Linked DNA regions of Ovis aries: region 1 is linked to region 2. The links are chromatin contacts, called in public Hi-C maps. All regions are on one chromosome and are shown on one strand. The core of a region is the stretch at or near the end of the contact, and the rest is flanking DNA. Distances in the headings are between cores, read along the strand shown.

The links. Hi-C and Micro-C count contacts between places; a contact is called where the count stands out from the background.
Region 1: a Hi-C map of blood shows a contact between it and region 2, with 4 times the contacts expected there. The contact joins the promoter of TNFAIP8 here to the enhancer-like site in region 2. A contact is called at or near these places in 5 of 16 Hi-C or Micro-C datasets (blood, hypothalamus and tail adipose tissue).

The regions. Positions count from the first base shown.
Region 1 is chr5:32,340,253-32,346,154 of ARS-UI_Ramb_v3.0, reverse strand. It overlaps TNFAIP8 (TNF alpha induced protein 8), which reads left to right and starts at 3,059. Exons shown (of 3, transcript XM_060416349.1): 1 at 3,059-3,149. LOC132659878 (a long non-coding RNA gene) reads right to left here. Exons shown (of 2, transcript XR_009600842.1): 1 at 3,615-5,902; 2 at 1-2,568.
Region 2 is chr5:32,272,505-32,278,630 of ARS-UI_Ramb_v3.0, reverse strand. The region is part of intron 2 of TNFAIP8 (TNF alpha induced protein 8); the gene reads left to right. Among named protein-coding and RNA genes, the nearest start is that of TNFAIP8, 68 kb to the left of the region's middle. Within about 2 kb of position 3,565, at least 6 of the 54 cell types and tissues checked have an H3K27ac peak or open chromatin away from gene starts, as enhancers often do.

The sequences.
Region 1 (5,902 bases), core at 1,810-4,309, 68 kb before region 2:
ATCTCCAGGGCCTTATAAGTGTTGAATCCATCTTTCCATCCACTTAGTTTAAGCATTCAGCGTCTATAATTATTTCCTATTACTGCCAAAACAAATTAACACCAATTTAAGAGTTTAAAACAACATACATCTATTACTTTACAGTTTTACATTTCTGGTCAGAAGTCCAGTAGTGGTGGGGGAGGAGGGTCTCACCAGGATAAACTCAGTGTCAATCGAGCTGAATTCCTTTCCAGAGGCTCTAAGGGAGGATCCATTTCCTTATGGTGTTAGAGTGAAATTCCCATTTTTTGTTGTTGTTGTTGGCTGAGGTCCATTCCCAGCTTCTGGAGGCCACCCACATTCCTTGGCTCCTGACCCAGGTCAAGTTCTTTTCATACTTTGAATCTCTCTGACTCATTCATCCTCTTCATGGGAATCATATAATTAGATTAGATCCACCCAAATAATCCAAGATAATCTCCCCATCTCATTCTCTTTGGCCTTCATCACACCTGCCAAGTCCCTTTTGCCATGTAAGGTAACATATTCACAGGTTCTGGGGATTTGGGTGGGGACATCTTTCCTGAAATTCATATTCTGCCTCCTGCTGCATCCTAGGGCTTCCCTGGTGGCTCAGGTGGTAAAGAATCTGCCTGCAGTGCAGGAGACTTGGGTTCAACCTCTGGGTCAGGAAGATCCCCTGGAGGAGGGCATGGCAACCCACTCCAGTATTCTTGCCCAGAGAATACCCATGGACAGAGGAGCCTGGTGGGCTACAGTCCATGGGATCACAAAGAGTTAGACACGACTGAGCTGTATCACGACTGAGCGACTTCACTTTCACTTTTCACTTTCATACACTGGAGAAGGAAATGGCAGCCCACTCCAGTGTTCTTGCTTGGAGAATCCCAGGGACAGGGAAGCCTGGTGGGCTGCCATCTATGGGGTGGCACAGAGTCAGACACAACTGAAGCGACTTAGCAGCAGCAGCAATAGAGCTGTATCCTAACATCCATCCTTGCAATTACTTCATAAGCAAATTTCCCAGCTCTGATGTTTTCTATGCTGTTTTCAGAGAAACCTTTCTAGAACATTTGGTATGTCTCCCATGCTCAAATTAATGTTCTTCAACTCCTACAGGAAGAAAACACTTAGATTTGGTCTTTTTCTATTGTTCTACTTCTTCACCAACCCTTCTTAATGCTTGAAAAATGTTTACCATGTCCTTCCTTAGAAGAAGGAAGCTCCCATTCCTTCTTATAAATTGAGCTCAGACATTACCTCCTTCAGAAAAATCTTCCTGACTCTCCCCTCCCCACAGGACAGTGTCCTAAACATCTCTGAACCTTCTGAATATTCCTATTGTGGTCATTAAACCCAAATGTGTTTACTTTCCTGTGTCCCAACCATACTCTGCCACTCACTAAATGTGAAATGTTGGTAGATTATTTTATTTCGCTATGCCTCCCTTTCTCTTTGTAAAACTAAGGTAGCTATGTTGTTCAGTACTCAGTTGTGTCCAACTCTTTCTGACCCCATGGACTGCAGCACACTAGCCTTCCCTGTCCTTCACTATTTTCCCGAATTTGCTCAAACTCATGTTCAATTAATTGATAATACCATCCAATCATCTCATCCTCTGTTGCACCCTTCTCCTCCTGCCCTCAATCTTTTTCAGCATCACAGTCTTTTCCAATGAGTCGGCTCTTCACATCAGGTGGCCAAAGGATTGGAGCGTCAGCTTCAGCATCAGTCCTCCCAATGAGTATTCAGGGTTGATTTCTTAGGATCGACTGGTTTGATCTCCTTGCTGTCCAAAGGACTCTCAAAAGTCTTCTCCGGCACCACAGCTTGAAAGCATCAATTCTTCAGCACTCAGCATTCTTTATGGTTCAACTCTTACATCCATACATGACTACTGGAAAAACCATAACTTTGACTATATGGACCTTTGTTGGCAAAGTGATGTCTCTCCTTCTTAATATGCTGTCTAGGTTTGTCATAGCTTTTCTTCCGAAGAGCAAACGTCTTGTAATTTCATGGCTGCAGTCACCATTTGCAGTGGTTTTAAAGCTCAAGAAAATAAAGCATGTCACTGTTTCCATTTTTTCCCCATCTATTTGCTATGAAGTGATGAGACCGGAAGCCATGATCTCAGTTTTTCGAAACTAAGGTAGCTATAGGATCTATAAGTTGTTATGAGGATTATAACAGTGACCAGCACATACGAAGTTTTGACAGTATTACTAATATTTCCAGCCCTCTGCACAGAACCATCATATAGTAGGTGCTTAATGAAGGATGGATTCGTCACACTCCCAAGAAGGTCTGGCAACATTTGCCCTTGAGAATGACTACCTCGGGTTCAGGGCCCAGATTCTGCCCCATTCCGGTAAATAGCCACTCTTAGACTCTGTGGGTATGGGCAGTCATTGAAGTCCGCAGAGGTGGCTTAGACCACACTGACTTGCTGGGATCCAATGACCCTTTAACTCTTAAAAGTTAACTCTTGCATCCCTCGCGAATGGAAACTTAGGAATCACTTATGCATCAGCTATTGCCAGGTAGACTTGAGGTCAGCAAAGGCTGAAAAGAAAAAGAAAAAAAGGGCAGGCGGGATTTAGGGGCTTATACGGAAAATGATGTCTACGACGAAGCTAATGGCAACAGATAATAGATAATACATGCGTACTTGTTAGGTGCCTGGCATGAGCTCACTTAAGAGACTCTATAAACTTGAGACTGGTATCTCACTTTCATAGCTGAAGAAACCGAAAGACCCAAAAAGTAACTTCTTCCCTGCGTATCTCCTCAGCCGGTCCTCGCTCCTTGAGCCCAAAGGTCTTGCCTTGCAGCTCAAGTCCAGCTCCTGAGCCGCTGTCCAGCCCTCCTCCGCATTTCCCCGAGCCCTGGCCACTCCTGACCTGCAGTGCCAGGCCCCGCCTCTGAATCCCGGGTTCTCCTCGCCCCCGGCCCTTAACTCCTCCGCGCACGTTCCGCCCCCGGCCTCCGGCTCCTCCTCCTCGGTCGGCTCCGCCCCCAGTCTCCTAAATCCTCCTCCCGCCCCGCCCCTGGCCCTTTAGCTCTTCCTCCTGTCCCCGCCCCCGGCTCCTTTTCTCCCGCCCCTGGCTCCTTTTCTCCCGCCGTCTCTGGCCCGCGCTCTGCTGGTGAGTCCGCGGCAGCCCGCGATCGTTCAAGGGGCTAGGCAGCTCCGCGCCGTAACCTCGCCCAGCTCGCCTCTTAGCGTCCCCGCGCCACCCGGCCCCTCTTGAGAGTAAGTGCCTCCCGGGCGCGCCGGTCCCGCATACATCCTCACAGAACTTCCCCGGCCTCTGGGCTGCGGGGTGCTCCTTGGGGGCAAGCTTTCAGCTCACAGAGAGTTTCTGAAGTAAATGTGAGTGGCTGTGAGTGCGTGCGTCTGAGCTTGTGTGTGTGTGTGTGTGTGTGTGTGTGTGTGTGTGTGCGCGCGCGTGTGTGTGTGTGTGTGTGCAGGCGCGCACAGCTCCGGAAACTCCCCGGAGTTTTACCCAGTTCCTGTGTCGCCGAGATAATCTGAGACCTCCAGCTGGGAGCCCTTACCGACTCGAGCTGATGACCCCTTAACTTCCACCCTCCTGCCCTGAGCCGCTTACTGTTCCTTCTGCAGATGGGGGCCCCGCTACGTATCACGCCCTCCTGGTCACAGCTCCTGCTGTCGAAAGGACCGCCCCGGTTATCAGAATGTCCCAGATTGCAGACCGAGATGCTGGCCTGAGATTGTAATCCAACCCTGCATTGTAAAATGGGCAGCGACTAGAGTTTTGCCTTGAGACCGTTCGGTGGAGACTTCCTTTGAGGAAGAAAGTGTGTGTGTGTGTGTGTGTGTGTGCGCGTGTGTGCGTGTGCGCGCGCGCGCGCGAGTTCGTGTCTTTGCGCGCTCAGCACCTGATGCAAGAACACTTGGGCGCCTTCAGAACCTGGGCGGCTGGTAGGCAAGTTCAACACCAGGTTGACCAACAGGGTTTAGGGGCCAAAAGATCTTCATTGATTCAGTAACACCGTTTTGCTAAAGCCAACTGACTTCCTAAAACATAGCACTGGGTAGGAGGCGCAGTACCCTGAGAGAAGCAAGGAAGGAGGAAGAGAGTTGGGTGCTCAATGTTGAAACAACGGAAATCCTTGAGCTACTTAAGACTGATAATTCGACCCTTCTGTACATAATTTTTATTGGGGAGGTCAATACTATTTCAATACAGGGTGTATTTCTGCCCTAAAAAACATATTTATATTTAATTGATAGTAGGACAGTACTCTAATCCACCTGTAAAATGATTCCCTGGTTGCTGAGGTCCCATCCAATTATAACTGTCTCTGAATTCTTCTGTATCTCGGTTTATTCTTGTCATGTTCTTGCTGTGAAGTAGGGATGCCCATAGTGGTTTCCCACTTTCTTGATAAGACTTCATTTATGAGATGCTGGCAGGAAAATGGCATATGGAGTAGAAATTATTCATTGAGGCATAAGGAAAACAAAACTATATAGCTAAAGGAAATAACCAGAACAGCAGACTTGAAGTTGCCATTGTGCCCTGGCATATGAAACTTAGAGCTGATAAATCACTTTAAGTGCTGCTTATCACAGCAGATATTTTTATCCTGGTTTGAATCCTGTGTTTCAGAAAAGTATTTCCACAGTGTTTTAACTAAGGAAACATTATGCTTTGAAATGTAAACATATGATTCCATCCCTCTTTAAGGAAAGAAATAATTATCACACTTAATTAAACACCTGGAGAGATTTATTGCCACCTTCTAATTAGATCTGTCGTGGGGAGTTAAGTCAGCAAGTTATGGTGACACAGCTGGCTTTTTTGTAGATTGTTTTGCGAGTACCAGTCCGCCCCATATGTACTACTTGGCTCTGCCACTTCTTGGCTTGGCTTTTGAGTTTATACCTGTAACTTGAATAAATAAAGTATAGGAAAATGGACTACCATCTTCCTCCCTGTAAAATATGGATACCTTAGACATTGAATGTTTGGTATTAAGGTCTTTGCATTAACAGAAATAAGCCTTCTAAGCCATTATATCCATCTAGATTAGCTGCTAATTTAAGAATGATCAATAAAATATTGAATACAAGAAGATTCCCCCCCAAATGTAGTAATTCTACACAGATGGTCCCTTACATTTTTTTTCTTTAAGGAGACTTTAATCTTAGTACCTTTTGTTCTGTTTAAATCTAGTGAGAAAAGGGGTGGCGTGAGCTAGAAAATCTACTTATGTTTGTCATCTCTCAGTTTTCTGTTTCTACTATGTTACTGGATATAGTCTTCCTCTGTGTAGTGAGTGTTGTGGACAGGCTTTTCTGGGAGCCCTACGGAATGGCAGAAGCTGAGGTTGTGTACTCACACTGCAGCGGCCAGGAACAGAGCATTTTAGGAGACCTGTTCTCTGCAATTCTTTATTCTGTTGAAATTGGAGGAAAGGGTGTGTGGAGAGAAATGATTGCATCTAAACAGTACCCATTAGGAAATCTTATGTTGGGGGAGGAGCAGTTTCTGGGTGGTTTATGACTTAGGGAACTTCGAATAGCAGATCCTTGAAGCTGAGACTGCCTTAGTGTGAGGCACTTGAGAGACCTCATAGTTGGTTGATTAAATTAATCCTCGTCTGCTTGGATCAGCCCCTTGGAATGAACACATTTCCTTCTTGGAGATTTCATCTGTCCTCAATCAGAATTTAGCTTTGCTTCCACATCTTGCAGAAGAGTCCATTCTCTACCCCCTCTGTTTTTGCATGGTACAAATTGAGGGTGTTCAGCATGGGGTGATCTCTTGGAGGCAGGGGAGGGTGGGTGATAAACAGATAAAGGCCACCTGTTTTCTCATAGAGGTGGAAGGAGCATTAGCGCAACCCCAGTACCATGGACACTGACACA
Region 2 (6,126 bases), core at 2,316-4,815:
ATCCACCTGCAGCAAAGGAGATGCAGATTCAATCCCTGGGTTGGGAAGATCCTCTGGAGGAGGAAATGGCAACCCATTCCACTATTTTTGCCTGGGAAATCCCATGGAAAGAGGAGCCTCGCAGGCTACAGTCAATGGGGTCACAAAGAGTTAGACCCGACTTATAGGCATCATAATGGCCTTGTGTGAACTGAGCCTTGGGAGACTGGCAGTATTTTGTAGTTGATGATGGTGGAATGGACCCCAGAGGCCAAGGAAAGTGGGTGAACAGGGGCCCAGAACTGGAACAGTGCTAGGCCTGATGGGGGCAGGGCTAGGGAGCATCTTGAATCCTTTGCTGACAGTGTGGACTCTGATCCATGAGCCAGCTGGGAAGTGCTGCACATTCTTCATTGGGGAATGACGTGGTAAAGTGAAGATTTTCAACTCAGTTCTAGGCACAGATGATGATGTGGTGTGAGAAGATGTGCCATGAGGGTAAGTAAGTAAAGGAGCAGGAAGCTGAGGCCTGAGATAGGATGGGGCTTTGGAGTTGAAATGAAGGAAGGCAGAGGCACTCTGCAAGGGTGGGGAGACATGAGAGCTTGGTGGCTGGAAGGTGGGGAGGGAGATCCGAGATGGCACTGAGGCTTCAAGTCTGAATGGCTGGTGGGAAGATGAGATATGCAGTGCAGCAGGGAAGCTCTTTGGGGACGAGTCATATGAATCTGGTTCTAGCCCATCCTTTTACTGTATCAGGGGGCATTTTCTGGATGAAACTAGCCCACGTGCCCTCCTTTGTCCTGAAAGACTTTGGGTGATGAGAGGCTAGAGGTGGGGAGACAGAAACGTAGCACAGGATAGGAAATTCTAGGCTCCTGTGGCCACCTCCTTGTCTGGAAGAATAGGACCACTTAGTGGGATGGGAATACAGGGCTCTCACATCTCTCCAGGGGTGAGAGGTGTGTGCCCGGCGATGTCTGCTCTTCAGTCACCATGTGGCAGGAGCTTGTTTGATGTCAGCCTGCCATTCAGTCACTTTGTTCAGTTGTGAGACTGAGGGGGATGGGGCAGAAGACAAGTGATGATTGCTGTCTGCCTGAGTGCAGGGCTCTGGGTACCAATGGGATAAGGCCCCGAACAGGGTGATCATCCTTCCCCTGCAAATGGTCAAAACTGGTGTGTGTATGTGTTTCCTGGGGGCCAAAAATCAAGGAGAAACCTTACTCAAGACAGGGTATAATTCCTGATGGCTCGCTAAACTGAAACATTTCTGAAAGTTGGGTTTTTGCTTTTAATACAGGTTTCAAAATAGCCACATGGGTAAAACTACAAAATGACAAAGCTCACTGTCGTCTAAAGGGGGATAGAAAGTATAACTGCTTTCATGGTCTTCTCTGGAAAGCTGTCTTTTTAAGAAAACATCTTCTGCCACCTTGAATGCACAGGTTTTAACAAAATCCAAATGAGAATGAGAGAAGCACAGATGGAAAGACAGCAGAACTTGGTGAATGAGAGACCGTCCAAAGCAAGAGAGGAATCAGCAATGACTGGGGGATGATGGGATCCATAGAGGTTAAAACAGAGAGGAAAATGATCAGGTTTGGTGACAGGAGGTTAGGAATTCAAATTGGGAAATACCGTGTGTTGGATATTCACAAGAAGTTCTAGAAATTTATAGAGAAATTTACTCTACCATTGGAGAGTTTTTCTTGGCAAATTTAGAGTTTAATTAGTGGAGTATTTTATTATGAGGGCTCATGTTCAGTTTCACATGAAGGTTTGCAATGCAAGAATGCTATAAAATGTCAAGACTCTGTTTATACTCAGCTCAGCAGAAAATAAACCACGTTCAAGTGCCAGCATATTTATTGCAACAGGCACTCAGTGTTTCTGTGCTTCCTAAAGGCTGATTTAATGTTTTCGTTGGTGGTGTGAGTGTGAAGAGAGGTTTGAGCGTCCTAGGACAACAGACATAAATGCTCATTCTAGAGTGCTACGATCTGGCTGTTGACGTCACTGTACTGCAGCTAGTAGTGAGTTGTTTATTCATTTGTTTGCCTGCTTCTGAGTAACATTTTATAAAACTTATACTGGAAACTAAGAAATACTATGTGATAGAAAAATGTGCCTTCCCACACTTCTTTTTTATGCAGCCCCTTGTGGGGAGGCTGTGAAGGGCAATCAGTGTGAGGATGGACTTGAGAAATCTGCCCCCCAAACCTCCTGCCCTGCGGCCGGCTCTGGCCCCCAGCAGCTCCAGTTCACATTGGTGAACTCACTGCTCTGCCTGTCCTTAAACGGTGGGCTGCCAAGTGTTCTCTTTATTTTCCAGACAGTCCCCTGTGTGTGCTCTCTGGTGAACCATATCACCCTTTCGTGATATGATACGACAAGGAAAAAGCCAACCAATTTGGAATAAGAGATCCCGTGTACCCATGCTGGCCTTGCCCTGAGCAAGTATGTTACATTTATGGAGCTTGGTTTCCTCGGCTACAACCCAGGAATCATGGTGCCCACCTCCCAGGGTTTCAGGGAGAGTGAGCGAACACAGGGAAATCACACACGCTGCTCAGCATCTGGTAGGGTTTCTCTGCTCTCCTCCAGGCATGAAACACGTGCTCCTGTTGGCACAAGCCTTTTCAGGTAAGAGGTGACCATTCGCTGTCTCTGTGATAGCATTCAGAAAGTGCTTCTGGAGCACTTTACCAGACTCAGGCCCTGGAATAATCCCCCCTCAGCCTGCCTTCTTCCCTTGCCAATGACTCCTTCCTCCCGGAAGAGCTGAGGGGCAAAGGGAATCAAGTTGAGTCAAAGAGGAGGCCCTGTTTGTGGCACTGGCTTTAGGGAGGCCATTGAGAGGGCTGCGGTGGCAGGAAGAAGACTGAAAAGGGGGGTCTAGATAGGATTGACGGGAAGAGGGAAGGGTTGAATGAAAAGAAGATAGCAGTACTCTTGTCACCAGACCATGCCCTAAGGACTAGGGAGAAAATTGGAAATGCCAAAGCATGAAGGTCAAGGTGTTTCGCAGACATTTCCAGTTCTGTCCTGGAGACTATGGCATCTGTTGAAATAAACAAATGGTGCACATTTTCATGCAGCCATCAACTGCATTATCCTTGTGCTGATTTTGTCGAATGCACTGCTGATAAGGATGTGGGTAGCCATAGAGGAAGTGTCTTTCTTGGGGTGTGTAATAAGCAGTCAATGAAACTAGGCCAGAGAGAGCGCCTGTGTTTGGAGATGGTTCTGGGTCTCATGGCTTCTCTCTCGGTCCTGCCCCAGCTTGCAGGGCCTCGTCCAATAATCTACTTAACCTCTTTGAAATTGTGCTTGTCACCTGCTTTCTCTGGGCGTGGGGACAGTGAAATGATTGAAGTGATAGTGCCTTGCTGTGAGATGCCCAGATAACGTGGAGAGCGTGCACACTCAAGAGAAGCTGGTGTTCTGAAAGCCACTGTTATGTGGTTGCAGATAGATGGAGGAGAAATACAAGATAAGACACACCCAGACTTCCCTAATGAAATGGCTTATGTACTGTCACTGCGAAGCTCCGGGGCGCGTCCATCACCAGCAATACCACTCACACTCCCGGGGTGGGGCCTGGGGGTGTTGGGGTGCTGAGCAGAACCTTGCTTCAGCTGCAGAGCTAAGCTCACCAGAAAGAGATAGAGAACCGCGCCTGCATCTGAGCACCAGTCGCCTTTGTAAGGGATTGGACAGATTCCTCCGCCGCCAAGCTGTCGCGCTGTTTCTAGGGCTAGAAGTCGCAGCTGCTTCCTCTTTTCCTGTCTCAGAGCACAGATGATGCTCCGGCATTGGGTATCTGTCACAACTGTCGATCCTTAAATCTGTCAAGAATGTCCTGATTTCCTAGTTACAAGTCCTAGGGAAGCATAGGAGAGTTGCCTTCATATCTCCAAAGGCAACTGAAGTGGGTTAGATACTGTTCAGTTCAGTTCAGTTCAGTTGCTCAGTCATGTCTGACTCTTTGTGACCCCATGAATCGCAAGGCCTCCATGTCCATCACCAACTCCCGGAGTTCACTCAGAATCATGTCCATCGAGTCCGTGATGCCATCCAGCCATCTCATCCTCTGTCGTCCCCTTCTCCTCCTGCCCCCAAACCCTCCCAGCATCAGAGTCTTTTCCAATGAGTCAACTCTTCCCATGAGGTGGCCAAAGTACTGGAGTTTCAGCTTTAGCATCATTCTCTCCAAAGGAATCCCAGGGCTGATCTCCTTCAGAATGGACTGGATGGATCTCCTAGCAGTCTAAGGGACTCTCAAGAGTCTTCTCCAACACCACAGTTCAAAAGCATCAATTCTTCAGCGCTCAGCCTTCTTCACAGTCCAACTCTCACATCCATACATGACCACTGGAAAAACCACAGCCTTGACTAGATGGATCTTTGTTGGCAAAGTAATGTCTCTGCTTTTCAATATGCTATCTAGGTTGGTCATAACTTTTCTTCCAAGGATTAAGCATCTTTTAATTTCCTGGCTACAATCACCATCTGCAGTGATTTTGGAACCCCAAAAAATAAAGTCTGATACTGTTTCCATTGTTTGCCCATCTATTTCCCATGAAGTGATGGGACTGGATGCCATGATCTTCGTTTTCTGAATGTTGAGCTTTAAGCCAGCTTTTTCACTCTCCTCTTTCACTTTCATCATGAGGCTTTTTAGTTCCTCTTCCTTTCTGCCATAAAGGTGGTGTCATCTGCATATCTGAGGTTATTGATATTTCTCTCGGCAGTCTTGATTCCAGCTTGTGTTTCTTCCAGCCCAGCGTTTCTCATGATGTACTCTGCATAGAAGTTAAATAAGTAGGTTGACAATATACAGCCTTGACGTACTCTTTTTCCTATTTGGAACCAGTCTGTTGTTCCATGTCCAGTTCTAACTGTTGCTTCCTGACCTGCATACAGATTTCTCAAGAGGCAGGTCAAGTGGTCTGGTATTCCCATCTCTTTCAGAATTTTCCACAGTTTATTGTGATCCACACAGTCAAAGGCTTTGAGGACTGCTCTACGAGCTCCCTGTCTTTAGCTTCTGTCTATAATTCTTCTTTCTTACCAAAACTGTTCAGAAGGTGAAGTAACTTGCAAGTCTACAAAACGAGGAAGTGGCTTGGCTGAAAATTGAACCTGACCTAGCAGACTGTAAAGCATTTGTCCATTGCATTCCACTCGGTATGGTTTCTGCTATGTGCAGAAACAGGCTCAAAGCAGAGTGTTATTGCTGCAGAAGATAAGAATAAAGTCAAGAAACTTACCATGGAGTTGAAGATAAGATAGATCACCATAGATCACATACGGACAGCTATGAAAAGATCCCAGAAAGGAAGCTCAGGTGAGGTGCTGTGGGAATTAAAGGAAGAGGCTGAGATCCTAACACCCATTTGGGATCTTTAGGAAAAGGATTCACAGAGGAAGTGCACGTGAAGTGGGACTGGCCAAACCATGCCTGGGGGGATGGATGAGGGAAGGAATTGTGGGTGATGATAACTGTCAAATGCCCAGGTTAATAAATAAGCTTCTAAACAGACTGTTAGAACGCACATGTGCCTGTATCTCTATGTATGTACCTGTGCGTATTGCATGGGCATGGATGCAGGCATACATACATTCTTTATAAAGACCTTATATTCTCTTCAAAAGCAAAAGGCTAATGATTTTAAGTAGCAAAGTTGTCCGAACTCGGTTCTCTAGCTCTCTTGAGAACCAGAACACCTTTAAGCAACACTTACTATTAATAGACATTCATGTTTCTACAGGCCAGGAAGAAATGAGTTTTTTTAATTTTTTTCCGGGCATCTATGATTAGGGCTGCTCCCTTTTTTTTTTTTTTTTTTTGAAGTATCTGCTCCTCTTTTCTTTCATGTGGAAACATTAGACTTCCTGTTTCTGCTTGATTTTGAAACTGTCTCCCGTCCTCCTATCACAGGTGATCCCTGTGTCCCCGTGCAGTCATAGTTTATGGGTAGCGAGTGCAGGCAGCACCCAGTCCGTCCCTGCTGTGGACATTAAGACGTCTCTGGATTCACAACAAAAAGCTACACAATGCATTCCGCTACAGGTGACGAAACCCGGCTTCCAGAATAACAAGCAGGACAACTTTTAAGTGACTGTTGTTGACCAGTGTCT